2 separate regions of the Mus musculus genome follow, and region 1 is linked to region 2. Evidence: chromatin contacts called from public HiChIP or PLAC-seq data. All regions are on one chromosome and are shown on one strand. The core of a region is the stretch at or near the end of the contact, and the rest is flanking DNA. Distances in the headings are between cores, read along the strand shown.

Region 1 (4,646 bases), core at 879-3,378, 420 kb after region 2:
AAATCTGAGTAACTACCCTTTCCTTGCTGTTTTCTTTCCTCTCTGTCTCCCTCTCCCTTTCTTCTTGAGGTAGGGTCTCTTGTAGGCCAGCCTGACCTCAAAATTACCATGTACCTAAGTATTGTGTGACTGTGTCCCTAGAGAGACAATCTATTTGTCCCAGATAGAGAACTGATGGTAGACTAAAGGATACATATCTAAGTCCAACTTGGAGAAGCAATGAGTTTAATTGGGTTACTTACAGGGATATGGGTGAGGGGCTGCGTACAGAAGCAGAAATGACTCAAAGACGGCTGCATCACCGAAAGCCACTCCAGTATGAGTGACAGTTTATGAAAGCTGGAAATGAGGAGCACACTGCACAGCCTGCGGACAACTGGGCAGATCAGAGGGGCTTCCAGCCAGCTCAGCTTGTCTGAGAGTGTCTCTCAAGCAGTCCTGACTGCTTAAATATGCTTGGGGGAGAAGGGGTCTAGTACACCTGCTCAGTTTCAGGGATTTCCTGAAGCCTTTGAGTTGTTTACTTCCTGAGCTTAAGGAACTTTCCTGAAGGGGAGAATGTTTGATCTCCCTGCAGAACCGGCTGTGTGACCTTTCTATCATGAAACACTCAGAATTCTGAATAGGACTTTGGGTTATGATCCTCCCCAGAAATCCTTCACTGCACTTTCTGTACTACAGGAGCCAGGCCACTGGTACAGACACTTCTGGCTCAGTCCCAAGTCCTGTAACCAACACATATGACATCATTAACAACAGGGTCTTACCATTCAGTTTTGGAATGTTGCTGACAGCAGTGGTAAATAGCCCTATTGTTCTAGAGGCTTCCCTGACCAGCAACTCTAAGGAAGTAATCCACCCTTACTACTAGGGGGTTATATTTATTTATTTTTGAAACAGGGTTTCATGGTCAGCCCCAGGTGACCTGAAACTCAGAGATCTGCCTGCCTCTGCCTCCCAACAAAGGCACACAGGCCCATGCCACCACATCCGGCTTTCTCCCCTACCCCCCCCCCTCTTTTTTTTTTTTGAGTCCTGATCTTGGCTCTCCTGGAGCTCACGATGAAAATCAAGCTGGCCTCGAACTCAGAGATCTACCTGCAAGTGTGTGGATTAAAGGCAAACATCACCATGGCCAGCCTATCCTCTGCTTTTTGAGGTACACCTATTCTGGCTTTGGAAGCTGATTGGAGGTAAACTGAGAGATGTGACGTGAGGGATATCTGTGAAGCAGCTCTCATTCATTCACATCGTCTTGTACAGAGTTGGTTAACCCAGTGTGCATGTGAGAAGTCACCTCAATACTCAGTTCTCCCAGGGGCCTGCCCGAATGTGTAGTCCCATGAGGTGCATGTATAGGACAGTTGCACATATACTTTTTTGTTTTGTTTTGTTTTTGTTTTTCGAGACTGGGTTTCTCTGTGTAGCCCTGGCTGTCCTGGAACTCTCTCTGTAGACCAGGCTGGCCTCGAACTCAGAAATCAGCCTGCCTCTGCCTCCCGAGTTGCTGGGATTAAAGGCGTGCGCCACCACCACCCCGCACACATGTACTTCTTATGTTAGATCTGTGTAGACTTTTGGCGTCATCGTGTGTGATATACGAGTGAAGTGTGGACGCTGTGTTTGAGCAACGTGAAGGTTTCCTACTGGGATGGAGTTACCACGAATGTAAGTCACCTTACTTTCTCAACAGGAAAATAGGGCACTGTGGGGCCTAGGGATTGGGAGGAAATCTGAAGGGTAGATCTGAGGGGGATGGGTCTGGCGATCCGGGGTTAGGGGGCTTTAGGGTGTACTATACACAGTGGAGGAGGGACTTGTCACCAAGGAGACGCAAAGCCAGGATACCTGCAAGGACATACGTTCATGAAGATTGGTCCCTGGCTAACCTCCAGAAGGCGTGGCGGTCCTGGTGCTAGAGCTTGAATTTGGAAGGGGCGGGGCCAGCAACTGTTGTGGGCGGGGCTCTGGGCTAGAGTTTTCTAGAAGCAGGGACCAGCAAGGTGCTAAGTATGGGACTGAGTGCTGGGTCTGTAAGGTAAAGGTAAAAGCCCGTACTGGCGTTAAGGGTGTGACGAAGGGACTGGAAGGAGCTGGAGATCCCGGATGAAGAACCCGACTGACGCTTAGACCCGGGCTGGAAGACCTGAGGGGGGGAGGCGGGCGGGGGGTTGGGCAAGCATGAGGCGGAGCTAGGGGCTGGACTGGAGCTTACAGCTGGGCCGAGGGCTCGACCAAGCTGAGGTTCAACGTTGAACTCTGCGAGGTAGGGTCCTGTGGAAGAACTGGGCTGACAGCGATGTGGGTCAGGACGACAATAACGGTTAAAAGATGGACTGAGGAAAGGTCTGGCCGCAAAATTGAGAGAACCGAGAGAACTGGTAAGGGGCGGGGCAGAAGGATGGGGGCGTGGCTGGGCGTGGCTCTGGAAGTTTGCTTGACTTGGCTTCCTCCCGACCCAGGCTCAGCTCTTGAGCATTAGGCTGCAACCTCTGGCCTGGGCTACCGCCCCAAAGGCGCTAGGGTTCGGTAGAACCCTTGGCCCAATGCTCATCTGGGCTCCAGGGCTGGGCGGCCAGTTCCATTGACCTTGAGGGTGGGAAAGCGTCTGAGTATTCCACAAGTGACATCATAATCACCTCCAAGTGCCTAGCTAGGAGACATTTCCCAGAACAGGGCTCACTGGCCTCTCTTGCACTCTCCTCTCTCTCTCTCTCTCTCTCTCTCTCTCTCTCTCGCTCTCGCTCTCTCGCTCTCTCGCTCGCTCTCTTTCTCTCTCTCTCTCTCTCTCTCGCTCTCTCGCTCTCTCGCTCTCTCGCTCTCTCGCTCGCTCTCTCGCGCTCTCTCGCTCTCGCTCTCTCTTCCTTTTTCTTTCTTTCTTCCCTCCACACACCTTTTGTTTTGTTTTGTTTTGTTTTTTCGTTTTTTTTCGGGACATGGTTTCTCTGTATAGTCTTGGCTGTCCTGGAACTCACTCTGTAGACCAGGCTGGCCTTGAACTCAGAAATCCCCCCTGCCTCTGCCTCCCAAGTGCTGGGACTAAAGGCATGCGCCACCACTGACCGGCTTTTTTTTTTTTTTTTTTGTCCCTCCACACACATTCTTTTGGCTGCTCTAGTGCCTGTCCTCTGGGCCTCAAAGGAAGGGAGGGGTTTTGCAGGATAAGGAGGATCCTCTACAAATAAATGTGCATTTTGAGTTAGGTCCCTGCTACCTGTCCCAACGAAGAGACCACATGCTTTTCTCTTCCTTTCAAGCTATTACCATCTTCATTCTGCCACAGGAGCTCTGGACCGACTGCCTTGATCACCGCTCCCCTCTGTCCTCTTTGGACAAAGAGGCAGACTATCTCTCCAAATCCCACTTCTCGTTGATCCTTCCTGTTTTCCCTCCCAAACAGCTGATGTTGTCAACATCTATTAGGAGTATTAGTGGAAGGCAAACAGGCTTCAGCCTTGCATAAAGCCTGCTAGAGTGACAGGAGGAAAGGAGTCCAGTGCAGTTTGAGCCTGGCCTAGGCACAGGCCTTTACTGGAATAGCTTTAGGATTTGAGCGCCACAGGGGAGGCCCTGCATCAAGATCAAAGAAAGGAAATCAGAAGTGAGGAATCCGCAAGGTGGGGATTAAAAGCAAATGTTTTGGGGGTGACAACTGGATAAGGCAGGAGCTGAATCTAGTTTCAGGGCTTGGCCTTGGAGCTGTGGCATAGGGTACTTAGCTTAGGATATGTGTCTCCTTAGCCAGCAAGGCACACTGGCTTGGGAGCCAAGAAGACCAGCTTTTCTGCCTCTGCTGTCACCTTTCATCCTGAGCAAATTACTTAGTCACTCTGGGTCAGGGTCCCTCAATAAACAATTTAGAATCAAAGTCATACTTTAAAAGCCCACCGTAGGGTCCAGCATTGTGAAAGTGTATATCCTGGGAGATTATCTCCCCCATTACAGCTCACAGGAGTGCTAGGAGCTGGGCTTCCAGCTTACATGTAAGAGTGCTTGCTTAGCGTGTGTGAGGCCCTGGAGCTGACTCCTAGACACTTCCTCCAAAACAGCCCCAGTCAAAATAAATAAAGTAAGCAGAATGGCTCATGTCAGTCATTCCTGTACTTGGGAGGCTAAGGCAGGATTTACCATAAATTCAAGGCCAGCCTTGGGCTATATGAGGAATTCTAGGCCAGCCTATGGCTTTGTGAGATAGTCTCGAAAATAAATATATAAAAAGATAAAACACAGTACCCAGGTTTGAACCTGGCATTTATGTATTTCCAAGGGACATTGAATGTATACACTCAGTCAACCAACAATGACTGAGCAAGTTCCATGGCTCTGAGCATATAAGTAAATGCAGGAATGTCACAGTTCTAGAACTATGGCAGCAGGTCCATAGGCACATACAACACACAATTCCACTTGGACAGTACTGGGGTTAGTCTGCTGCAAGGCCTTGCTGTGTAGCCCAAGCTAGCCCTGTGTCAGCACACCGAGTTCTGGGATTACAGCTGTGTGCCATTATGAGCAACAGCATTTTCCCAGAGTTGAGCAGATAAAACATGGGAGAGAGAGAGAGAGGCAGGGGAGACAGATGGTCATGAGAGGTGGCAAGAACGCTCGGTGAGGGAAGGGCCTAGGTCCTGGCTCCTAAGGGCATG
Region 2 (4,604 bases), core at 1,747-4,246:
ACCACTTGGGGCCTCCTCCTGCCTGGAGTGGCATTGCCCATAGTGAGCTTGACACTCCCATATCAAACATTAATCAAGAAAATACCCTACAGGCTGATCTGGTGGGGGCATTTTCTTAATTGATAATTTCCCAGACAACTCTAGCTTGTGTTAAATTGACAAAAAACCCTAACCAGGGCATATTCTATCTCCAAAACTCTGCATCCCTGGAGACTAAGCATCTGAAATGCAGGCTGTGTTCTAAATGTAAAGTGCAGACCGGGGTCTTACTTACTCATTCATGTTGAGACCAGGTTTCTTTCTCTATGAAGTTCTGGCAGTTCTGGAGCTCACTGTGTGGACCAGGATAGCCCCGAACTCACAGAGATCTTTGTGCCTCCCGAGTGCCAGGATTAAAGGTATGAACCGTCATACTCAGCCTTGCTCTGGATTTTGGAAATGTAATATGGATGAGTTAGGAACGGTTGTGCATACCTGTAATCTCAGCCGCTCTCAGGAGGCAGAGGCAGAAAGGTTCTCCATGAGTTTGAGGCCAACCTGGTCTCTGTCCTGAGTTTCAGGTCTAGCCAGAACTGCATGAGACTATCTCTCAGAACAAAAAAGCAAAATAAATAAAATACACATGCGTGTGCGCACATGCACACGTGTCTATATATCAAAACAAAACAAAATACAGAAAATTAAATATAAAATAATTTATGTTTATAAATATTTTATGTAGATTACATGTTGAGATAACAGTTTGGATACATTGTAGTAAATGGAACCTTTTTTTTTAAAGATTTATTTATTTATTATATATAAGTACACTGTAGCTGTCCTCAGATACTCCAGAAGAGGGCATCAGATTTCGTTACGGATGGTTGTGAGCCACCATTTGGTTGCTGGGATTTGAACTCGGGACCTTCGGAAGAGCAATCGGCGCTCTTAACCACTGAGCCATCTCGCCAGCCCGTAAATGGAACTTAAGTTTATCTAGTTTGTTTTTTAAACAAAGTTTCTAGTTACTGGCCAAATTTGCCTTAAATTTAAGATCCTGTCTCAGCCTTCCAAGTACTTAGAATTGTAGGTATGTGTCACCCTGCCCAAATTCACCAATTTCTTTCTTTCTTTCTTTCTTTCTTTCTTTCTTTCTTTCTTTCTGTCTGTCTGTCTGTCTGTCTGTCTGTCTGTCTGTCTGTCTTTTTGAGACAGGGTTTCTCTGTGTAGCCCTGGCTGTCCTGGAACTCACTCTGTAGACCAGGCTGGCCTCAAACTCAGAAATCCGCCTGCCTCTGCCTCCCAAGTGCTGGGATCAAAGGCGTGCGCCACCACTGCCTGGCAATTTCTTTCTTTTTAATTGTTATTTATTTATTTATTTTATGTGTGTGGGCATTTTGCTTACATGTATGTGTTTGGGCCACAAATGTGCCTGGTGCCCATGAGGCCAGAAGTGGACATTGGGTCTCCTGGAAGTGGAGTTCCAGATGTCTGTGGGTTGCCATGTGTGATTATACAGAATCAAACTTGTGAGCAATTAGCTTGGGAGTTCCTGGTCTCACTGCCTGCCTGGGCGTTGAACCTTGGCTGGTGGGAGCTTGTCCCTCAGTGGAAAGGGGATAGTGGAGGGCCTTGCCTTGCTTTGGGGGTTGGGGAGAGAGGAAATGCCTAGCCAGGGCCTGGCAATAGGCCATTGCTGGAGGGAATAAGCTCAGAGACCCTCTGTCTGGAATTCAGAGGGGAGGCATTCATGGAGAGAGAGAAATTACACTTAATTTCTAATTAGACGGTGTGGCCTACTTTTATTTTGTGTTCCCTGCTGGTTAGAACAAGAAAGGCCCTCTGGGGCTTCCCCCCTCCCCCTCCCAACCAGGTTTTTCTTACTCCTGCCCCTAATCGGGTATGCATGAGAATGGGGGTAGGTTAGGGCCCTAGGTGCTCTCACATCCTGGATCCGGCCTTCTCTCTCAGGCGGCCACAACTTTCTTCCCTAGGCTATATTTAGGCATTGGTCTGGGGAAAAGGATGTGAGTTTTTCAGGATCCTGTTTATCTAGCCGACCCCACGCCACCCCCACCTCGCAACTGTCTGTCCTGTGTGCAGTCTGGACTTCCTCTTCCTTCCCTTCCCGATTTACTTTGGGCACCCAGGGCATCAGATGGGACACAGCAGCACAGCCACTCATTTGATGACTAGCCCCTAACACATCCTTAATTTCCCAAGAGCCATTTTTCTCACCTGTGAGGACTGAATAGGAAGGGGTATGTGTGAAGCTCCCGATAAGACACATCGTAAAGCCGGGCAGTGGTGGTGCATCTCTTTAATCTCAGAACTTGGGAGGCAGAGGCAGGTGGATTTCTGAGTTCGAGGCCAGCCTGGTCTACAGAGTGAGTTCCAGGACAGCCAGGGCTACACAGAGAAACCCTGTCTGGAAAAACAAACAAACAAACAAACAAACAAACAAACAAACACACGTCATATAAATGCTAATCCCAGGTGCTAGAAAGATGGCTCTGTGGTTAAGAGCACCTGTTACTCTTCCAGAGCAGGATTCAGCTCCCAGCGTCCACATGGATGTCCATGTGATGCACATACAGACAGGCAAAACTCTCATACAAATGAATATTGTTTTAAAAAGTTGGACCCTCCAAGGTCTTTGAGGCAGGGGCTAAGGCTGCGGCTCTGGGGATACCATGGGGGGGCAGTCACGTGGGATGCCCATCGCTTCAGTGGACTGCCTGTGGGGAGGTGATGCTGCAGAGCCCCTTCCGTTTCCTTTTGTGTTCCATTTCCGTTTATGTTCCAGGTTGCAATTTGTGTTTTCTGTAAGTCAAGTCTCTCCAGGCACACCTATGCTTTGGTCTAAAGGGTGAAGTGAAATTAGAAAAAATTATGTAAATCAGGTTGCCTGGTACATCAGTAGCACTCCACAAGGGGTGACTGGTTTATCAGTATCCGCTGCCTCTGTCTGAACTGGAAAAAAACCCTGAATTTCTTTTCTCTGTTTCTACTTGCAGCTACAAGGTGGGGTCCAAAGACCCTGTGTTAAGCACTCATAGTCAGCTGGGGATACAACCCCTAAAAACAGCACACCCACCATGTTTAACCTCATGAAGAAAGATAAGGACAAAGATGGCGGGCGGAAGGAGAAGAAGGAAAAAAAGGAGAAGAAGGAGAGGATGTCTGCGGCAGAACTGCGGAGCCTGGAAGAGATGAGCATGCGCCGTGGCTTTTTCAACTTGAACCGGTCCTCCAAGCGGGAATCTAAGACGCGCCTGGAAATCTCCAACCCCATCCCTATCAAGGTGGCCAGTGGCTCTGACCTGCACCTGACGGACATTGACTCTGACAGCAATCGGGGTAGCATCATCCTGGACTCAGGACACCTAAGCACAGCCAGCTCCAGTGATGACCTCAAGGGTGAAGAAGGCAGCTTCCGGGGCTCTGTGCTGCAGCGGGCAGCCAAGTTCGGTTCACTGGCCAAGCAGAACTCTCAGATGATTGTCAAACGTTTTTCCTTCTCTCAACGGAGCCGGGATGAGAGTGCCTCGGAGACCTCAACCCCCTCAGAGCACTCTGCAGCCCCATCACCTCAGGTAGAGGTGCGGACGCTTGAGGGACAGCTAATGCAGCATCCTGGGCTAGGCATTCCTCGACCAGGACCACGGTCTCGAGTCCCTGAGCTGGTGACTAAAAGATTCCCAGCTGATCTACGTCTTCCCGCTCTGGTGCCACCACCACCTCCTGCTCTCCGGGAGCTGGAGTTACAACGAAGACCCACAGGAGACTTTGGCTTCTCACTGCGGCGCACAACCATGCTGGATCGGGCCCCTGAGGGTCAGGCTTATCGACGGGTGGTTCACTTTGCTGAGCCAGGGGCAGGCACCAAGGACCTGGCCTTGGGGCTGGTACCAGGAGATCGACTGGTGGAGATTAATGGACAGAATGTGGAGAATAAATCCAGGGATGAAATTGTGGAGATGATCCGGCAGTCTGGGGACAGTGTGCGGCTCAAGGTACAGCCCATCCCAGAGCTTAGCGAGCTGAGCCGGAGCTGGCTTCGGACTGGCGAGGGACACCGCAGGGAGCCGGCTGATGTGAGTGCTTCCCTGGGTATCAGGGGTGAGCAAAGAGTTTGTGTATGTGAGCATCTCTCGGTAGTGTACTTAAATGGGTGCTTGAGGGTACCCAGGAACTGTGAGCAGATCTTAGCGAGTGTGGAAATGGGGAGCTGGGCCAATAGGGAGAAGCCAGTCCAGGAGAGGGTGCCCCTCTGGAAACTCATTAAACACCTTTGCTTCTTCTGTGCCTTGTCAAGAAGCTGAAGGAAACCCCCCAAAAGTTCACTGGGAGAAAGTCCTTAGCAATTCAGCTGGACATCCGGGTCTGAGGTTCCCTTCAATGCCCTTTTGGATTGAAGTGATTGAAGTAAACCTTGTGAGTTTTCAAGGGCATTGGGTTAAGATCAGCTTTGGCCTGGTACTATCGGGGGCAGGGTGTGTGTGTGTGTGTGTGTGTGTGTGTGTGTGTGAGAGAGAGAGAGAGAGAGAGAGAGAGATGCCAGTGGGTAGTTGGTGAGAAAGTGTTCAAGTTTCATCATAGCTTATAGCTTAGAGGCTTGGGTA

The links. HiChIP or PLAC-seq counts read pairs in DNA pulled down with a chosen protein or histone mark.
Region 1: an H3K4me3 HiChIP or PLAC-seq map of bone marrow-derived macrophages shows a contact between it and region 2, with 4 times the contacts expected there. The contact joins the promoter of Proca1 here to the promoter of Myo18a in region 2. A contact is called at or near these places in 8 of 39 promoter capture datasets (the 3T3-L1 cell line, fetal liver, hippocampal neurons and 3 more), 2 of 115 datasets of contacts at active chromatin or transcription factors (bone marrow-derived macrophages and pancreatic cancer cells) and 1 of 9 other capture datasets (adipose tissue).

The regions. Positions count from the first base shown.
Region 1 is chr11:78,192,574-78,197,219 of GRCm38.p6, forward strand. Proca1 (protein interacting with cyclin A1) reads left to right here and starts at 2,129. Exons shown (of 4, transcript NM_001368876.1): 1 at 2,129-2,381. The coding sequence starts at 2,300.
Region 2 is chr11:77,774,239-77,778,842 of GRCm38.p6, forward strand. Myo18a (myosin XVIIIA) reads left to right here and starts at 2,997. Exons shown (of 41, transcript NM_001291213.1): 1 at 2,997-4,076. The coding sequence starts at 3,078.